2 separate regions of the Sus scrofa genome follow, and region 1 is linked to region 2. A link is a contact called in public Hi-C data. All regions are on one chromosome and are shown on one strand. Each heading gives the region's core, a stretch centred on a gene start, on an enhancer-like site or on the middle of the called end of the contact. The rest is flanking DNA. Distances are from core to core; before and after follow the strand shown. Region 1 has its middle 130 kb from the start of N6AMT1. Region 2 has its middle 790 kb from the start of ADAMTS5.

Evidence for each region. Hi-C and Micro-C count contacts between places; a contact is called where the count stands out from the background.
Region 1: a Hi-C map of fetal heart ventricle shows a contact between it and region 2, with 11 times the contacts expected there. The contact joins two enhancer-like sites. A contact is called at or near these places in 17 of 47 Hi-C or Micro-C datasets (alveolar macrophages, brain, embryonic fibroblasts and 12 more).

The regions. Positions count from the first base shown.
Region 1 is chr13:192,121,417-192,124,754 of Sscrofa11.1, forward strand. No RefSeq gene overlaps it. Among named protein-coding and RNA genes, the nearest start is that of N6AMT1, 130 kb to the right of the region's middle. Within about 2 kb of position 1,970, at least 23 of the 83 cell types and tissues checked have an H3K27ac peak or open chromatin away from gene starts, as enhancers often do.
Region 2 is chr13:191,203,819-191,207,313 of Sscrofa11.1, forward strand. No RefSeq gene overlaps it. Among named protein-coding and RNA genes, the nearest start is that of ADAMTS5, 790 kb to the left of the region's middle. Within about 2 kb of position 1,758, at least 1 of the 83 cell types and tissues checked has an H3K27ac peak or open chromatin away from gene starts, as enhancers often do.

The DNA.
Region 1 (3,338 bases), core at 720-3,219, 920 kb after region 2:
CTCTCAGATCTGGAGGCTGGAAGTCCAAGATTAAGACATCAGCAGGTTTGGTTTCCTCTGAGGCCTCTCTCCTGGGCTCGGAAACCACCGTCTTCTCCGTGTCTTCACAGGGTCTCCCCTCTGTGTGTCTGGTGTCCTAAAGTCGTCATATAAGGAAATCAGTCATCACATCAGGCCAGCTTGATGACATCACTTAACCTTCATCTCCCTCCTGAAAGACCCTATCTCCAAAGACAGTTACAGCCCGAGATCCTGAGGGGTGAGGATTTCAACATGTAAATGGGGAGAAGGAAGAACATAATTCAGTCCATAACAAGAAATAAGTTAAAGAGTTTGCTTCTGATGTTTGGGTCTAAGACAAATAGAAGTAAGTAACAAGGCTGGGTTAAGATACCTAGAAAGAAAGGTGTGGGAGGGAGGAAGAGGTGGAAAGAAGGGAGGGAGGGAGGAAGAGAGGGAAGAAAAGCTGGAAGCACAACTAGAGTCTAAATTGGTTCAAACAAGGGATCTTAAGGAATTATACCTACTAGAAGAGGAAGAAGCCAAAAACAAGAGAAGTGGTGAAACCTGGATGATACCAGCCATTAAGACCACTCATCTTTGCTTATTATGCCCTGTATGGTCCAAGGGTATCCTGAACCTGCAATGTCACTGTGGCTACCCAATAGTGTGTCGCTCTGAAGCTCTCCAAGAAACCAGGCACTCAGTTGATCCCAGCAAAAACTGCCACAAAAGTGTTCTTTAAGTTTGCATTGGAAATTTCATCTAAATGGAGCAATATAGAAAACTATAGATTTGCTATTCTTGAAAGGTGTGATCAGTTCACTGTTGGGCTCCATGGTCTGCAGCGCCTCTTGAAGACAGAACCCTGTGTTGTTTTTCCTGCGCTGATACAGCCAGCTAGGGAAGCAGAGCCAGCTCACCCTGTTATATTCCCACTAAAGCATCAGCCTGATATTTCACCGTTTGGCTGCTCCTGTCTCACCATAGGAAAGGACTGTTGTGCCTATTCCCTAATCTATTATTTCTCTTAATAAACGAAGCAGCAGCTTCCGTTTATTACAATTCTCTGCTATGCTTAAGGCTCAGGCAAGGCAGTTTACACACAGGATCTCATTTGATAATCACCTTGGCAAACTCTTCAACCATGAATGCACTTACCGAGATCTATTTTATACACAAATGGTTATAAAACATGTAAACCATAGGAATCATATTTTGTAACCATTCTGTTTATGCTATTAGGAAAAAAGCCATAGGCTGCCAATCAAAAAGAGTTAATTATGAACGGAACAAACTTATGTTGTTTGTCTTGCAACTTTGCAGCAGTTGATATATTCTGGCCCTGAGGCTTTATACTTCAACTCCTATGCTGTTTTTTGTTTGTTTGTTTGTTTGTTTGTTTGTTTTTCACTGATAATTTTGAATCCTCAAATGCAGGGTCACAGATAATACACCCTTTAGGCTCCCATTTGAAAATCCCAGACAATAACTTTATACCTAAGTAACACAGAAACAACAAAAGTATATTTTATCTATGTAAAAAGCGCAAATAAAAGTAATTGTTCCTTACAAGCTTAATTCCAATTACTGCTACAAGTGGAAAGCCCGTAGTTAATACGCGGTCCACTTAGCTCACAAAATGAACGGGTTGGTTTAATCGTTTTGTGGGGTAATACTGCCTCTGGTGGTGGCTAAGAAGAACTTCACATTTAATTGCAGAGCGTCATTATCTGAATCCTTGCAACATTCCTGGTTCCTTTTAGCTAGTTTATGATTCCCCTGATCTATAAAAGATACAGAGAATCTGACATATACATATTGTGTAATCTGCATGTTATTTAAATTTCATGGATGATGTTTTTCCAGGCGTTCACTTTTTAAATTCGGCCAAGAGGGAACTGCTCTGGAGGGGTGATTTAAAGGTTTCAGTTCTGGCTTTACCTGGCTGTGCCCTTCGCTGCAGATCAAGGCGTCCTGGGACGCGCCCAAACCCAAGCGCTTTTCTTCCTGCTACCCGCCCCTATCTCACTTCCACCTTCAGTTCCACTTCCTTGCATCCTATTAATGCACCAATGTTCTCATTTTGCCTGAGGTTTTGATGAATAATAGGCAAGCTCCCGCTTCCCAGATATCATTTGCATTAGAGCGCTTCCCGAAATACCATGACACACCCCTTCCCAGAAACAATTATGAAAGGGAATTTTAAGATACAAAACAGACCCATGGGATAATTTTTCTCACCCTTTCTGATGATATAGGATGTCTGCAAGGACCCTGGAGTTTTTTCCAAACCTTAGACCTCTGCTGCCACCTACAGGAAAATTTTTGTAACAGCATGTTCTACCGCTACTATGTCAAAAACGTTCGCAAAGTTTCAGCTATACAAGATGCTTTAACTTCTGGAGATCTGCTGTCAACATCGTGCCCATAAATATGTTGTGCACTTCAAAAAGAGTTGAGGGTATATCTCATGTTGAGTGTTCTTACAATAAAGAAACAAAAGCTTTTTTTTTTTTTTTTTTTTTGCTTTTTTAGGGCCTTAGCCCCAGCATTTGGAAGTTCCGAGACTAGGAGTGGAATCAGAGCTCCTACACCACAGCCACAGCAACGCGAGATCCGAGCTGCATCTATGACCTACACCATAGCTCAAAGTAACGCTGGATTCCCCAATCCACTGAGCAAGGCCAGGGATGGAACCCACATCCTCATGCATACTAGTGGGATTCATTTCCACTAAGCTGGAATGGAAACTCCCAATAACAGCTCTTTGAAATAGAGGAGGGGAAGGAAGGAGGGAGGAAGAAAGAAAGGAGGAAAGGCTACCAGGAGAAACATGTCTGAATTTTGTAACAGCGCCAGCTAAGGAAAAATTGGCTGGCATCTATTTTATGGTACTTCACAAATTTTATAGCACTTTTTATTTGCTACTCTATCAAATAATAGGATAATAAAAATAGGAGTTCCCATTGTGGTTCAGCGGGTTAAGAACCCAGCGTGGGTTCTGTGAGGATGCAGGTTGAATCCCTGGCCTCATTCAGTGGGTTAAGGATCTGGTTAAGTGGTATAGGTCACATATAAAGCTCAGATCTGGTGTTGCTGTGGCTGTGGCATAGGCCTGCAGCTGCAGCTTGGAATCGACCCCTAGCCCAGGAACTTCCATATGCTCCAGGTACAGCCATGAAAAGAAAAAAGAAAAAAAGAAAGGAAAGAAAAGAAAGAAAGTAGCTAATGCTACTTCTATCGTGTAAATATATAAATAATAAAAGCATGAAATTTTCGTATTACATATACAGAACAAAACTATATGACATAAGTAATATCCTTACATCCTACAG
Region 2 (3,495 bases), core at 508-3,007:
GCACCAAAACATTCACCCCTGCATTCCCTTCTTCTTAAAAAAAACCTGATCTTACATTTTCCAATTGTAAGAAGCCTGGCTCTCATTAGCCTCATCAAACTTCTGCATTACTCAGTCTTCCTGTGTGTCCCTTACTTGACCCTGCTCGATGCTTCTAGACTCACTTTCCTTTCTTGGGTCCCCCCCTGCCAAACCAGATCCCTTCTCAATTTGGGGTGCCTAAGAGTTTTTGCCTAAATTATTCAGAAAAAAAAGAAGCAAGAAAAGAAAGGAATGAGAAATGAAAACAGGGAGAAATAGGGGTAAAGAGGAAATAAGTCAATCTCAGGCCTGGGCGTATACCAAGAGAAAACTCTAATTCAAAAACATACACGCATCCCAATGTTCATTGCAGGACTATTTACAATAGCCAAGGCATAGAAGCGACCTATTGTCCATTGAAAGATTAATGGATAAAGATGTACATACACACAATGGAATATTATTCAGCCATAAAAATGAATGAAATAATGCCATTTGAAACAACATGGATGGACCTAGAGAATGTCATACTGAGTGAAATAAATTAAAGACAAATATTAATATCACTTATGTCTAATAAAATGATACAAAATAACATTTTTTTAAATGTTAGGAAAAATTTGTTTAGAAACAAACTCAGATTTCAAAACCAATCTATGTTTAACACAGGTGAAACTGTTGGGGAGGGAATTGGGAGGGTGGGGATAAAATAAACACACTATGGTATAAAATAGATGGTTAATAAGAACCTACTGTATAGCCCTGGAAAATCTATTCAATGGTTTTTAATAACCTATATGGGAAAAAATATATATGACTATACGCACACACACACACACACACACCTATATGGGAAAATATATATATGACTCTCTCTCTCTCTCTCTGTCTCTCTCTCTCTCTCTCTCTCTCTATATATATATATATATATATGACTGATTCACTTTGCTGTATGCCTGAAACTAATACAATATTGTAAACCAACCATACGCCAATAAAATTAAATGTTAAAAAAAATTAAAAAGAGGAGTTCCCGTCCTGGCTCAGTGGTTAACGAATCCGACTAGGAACCATGAGGTTGCGGGTTTGATCCCTGGCCTTGCTCCGTGGGTTAAGGATCCAGCGTTGCTGTGAGCTGTGATGTAGGTCACAGATATGGCTTGGATCCCATGTTGCTGTGGCGTAGCCTGGCAGCTATAGCTCTGATTAGACCCCTAGCCCGGGAACCTCCATATGCCATGGGTGAGGCCCTAGAAAAAGACAAAAAAAAAAAAAAAAAAAAAAAAAAAAAGAAATTAAAAAGAGAAAGTAAGGGGGAAAGGAGAGAAAAGTCATGAGGAAAGGATTTAATAAGATTGTAGGAAGAGCTAGGAGAACTTGAATCCAGGCATGGCTGACTCTGAATTCTGAGCTATTTCTTCTATATAGTGTGATATCCTAGTGAAGGTTACATCTGTGTGTGTGTGAGTGTGTGTTTGTGTTTTACTTACCAGTATTAAACAAATTACTCATCTAAATATGACATTATACTGTAAATAATTCTAAAGATGCGTATCGACTAATGTAATATTTTCTAAGATTGTGTCTTCTCACAGGGGTGAATTTAAAGACTAAGGATGATATAGTGAAAAGAAAAATCCCCAGTCGTTATTAAACCAGGTTCCTACCCTTGGGTCTTGCACTTGCATACCAGCTCTCTGACTTTTCGCATGCCAACGAAGCTTTGCGGGTGTGAGGTTTGGTTCACCCTTCTAAAAAAAACCCCAGAGATGATCTCTTGTATCTCACATACTTGAAAATGTTACACAAACCTTTATCTTTGTTTTACACCATTTGAGAGGAGTTATTTTCACGGATGTACACAACAGGAACATTTGGCACCTCTCATCTGAAATGCAGCAACAAAAATATATTAACTTGTGCAGCAAAAGCAAAAACTGACAGGAAAAATGTGTAGCTTAAATTGAGAATATTAAAAATGAATACAGTTACTTCATATATGGTCTTAATACATTTCAATAGCATTCCTACGCACAATTAAAAATAAGAAAATAGCACTACAGCAATATGCTAGGTTTTCTGAGTTAATGGAAGAATTTTATATCTCCTCTATAATGTTATCTGTTATAATCTATATTCTTCACATATTCTTCTTATGCTGTGATAAACAGCACAAAGGATAGGAAGTTTTTTAAAAAATCAAAATGATGTTGTTACAAAATTGGCACAATTAATTAAAAAATTAGAAATATAATGCATAAGGTTATAAATGTTCTAATTGTTAAAAGTGCCCTTAAAACTAGCCTAGAAACACCATTTTATATTAAATTTAAAAAGTCAAATTGATGAAATGTTCAAATTATTCTTTTCTAAAAGTAGAAACTCGACAAACTCTACCCTCATTCATATTTTGGAGAGGGGTTTATGCACAAATAAATGTCAACTGCCACTTGTTTCCTCCTGTTAAAAAAATACTTTTTTTTTTTTGCAAAATTATGTAAAATAAGAAAACTATTCATTTTTGATGATTTTCCTGTCCTGAGACATTCAATCTGATAGATGATACCAATGAAATTTCTCATTCTAGCATTGATAGATGTTAGAAGTGTGTATAATTACTGTATTTGACTCATTACAATTGCTAAGAGGAGACTGTAATAGAACACACATACCAGGCCACTTGCAGGTATTTTTACTCCAGGCTTCCCTTTAGACTGGACATGTGGCTCAATCAAGTAGCCCAGACCACTTACAGTATCCACACTCTTCAGCATCCATGCCTTTCCTATATCTGGTCACTTTGAGTGGTCAACCAAATCTACAGACACCTATTTTACATTTTATTTTCACTTCTTGAATTAGATATTTCTATAAAATTACATAATATGTTTTGTACCTGGCCAGTGAATATATTTTAATTAAGCAGTTGTTGAATAAACTAATATTTTTCTACCCCATACCCCATACTCTTTGTTTGACAGTATCTATGTCCAGAATGACAGCCCTGCTGATTTATGGGTTTATAACAGGTGGTAGTAAAGATTTTTCCCTTATTTCATCAATAACTAGACATATCTTCTGGTTCATGAGGAATTATGTGATACAAACACTAGTTTACCAGCTCTTGGAAAGTCTATGAAGTTTCATCCAAAAGCCATCCTCATCAGTTAAAAATACTAGAACACATACTACTTTGAGTTTATATAATCTAGCTGGGAAAAAAAAAAAAAAAAGCCTGCTCCAAAGGTAACAAAGTGCTAAAGACATCCATGCCTTCAGCGGTTGTTAAAATGTCTTCCTAGATCTATTAGGATAAAACCAATTATTTAAAGCCCTAAAATATGAGACAGACAGCAAACACTCCTCTACAGATGGTTTCCTCTTTCCTTCTTCTCCCTTCTATATTTTGCTCCCCCTGCCTTGAGTGCAGCAGAGGTTTTACAGTTTTACATGGGCTTTGCTCTGTGACAACTG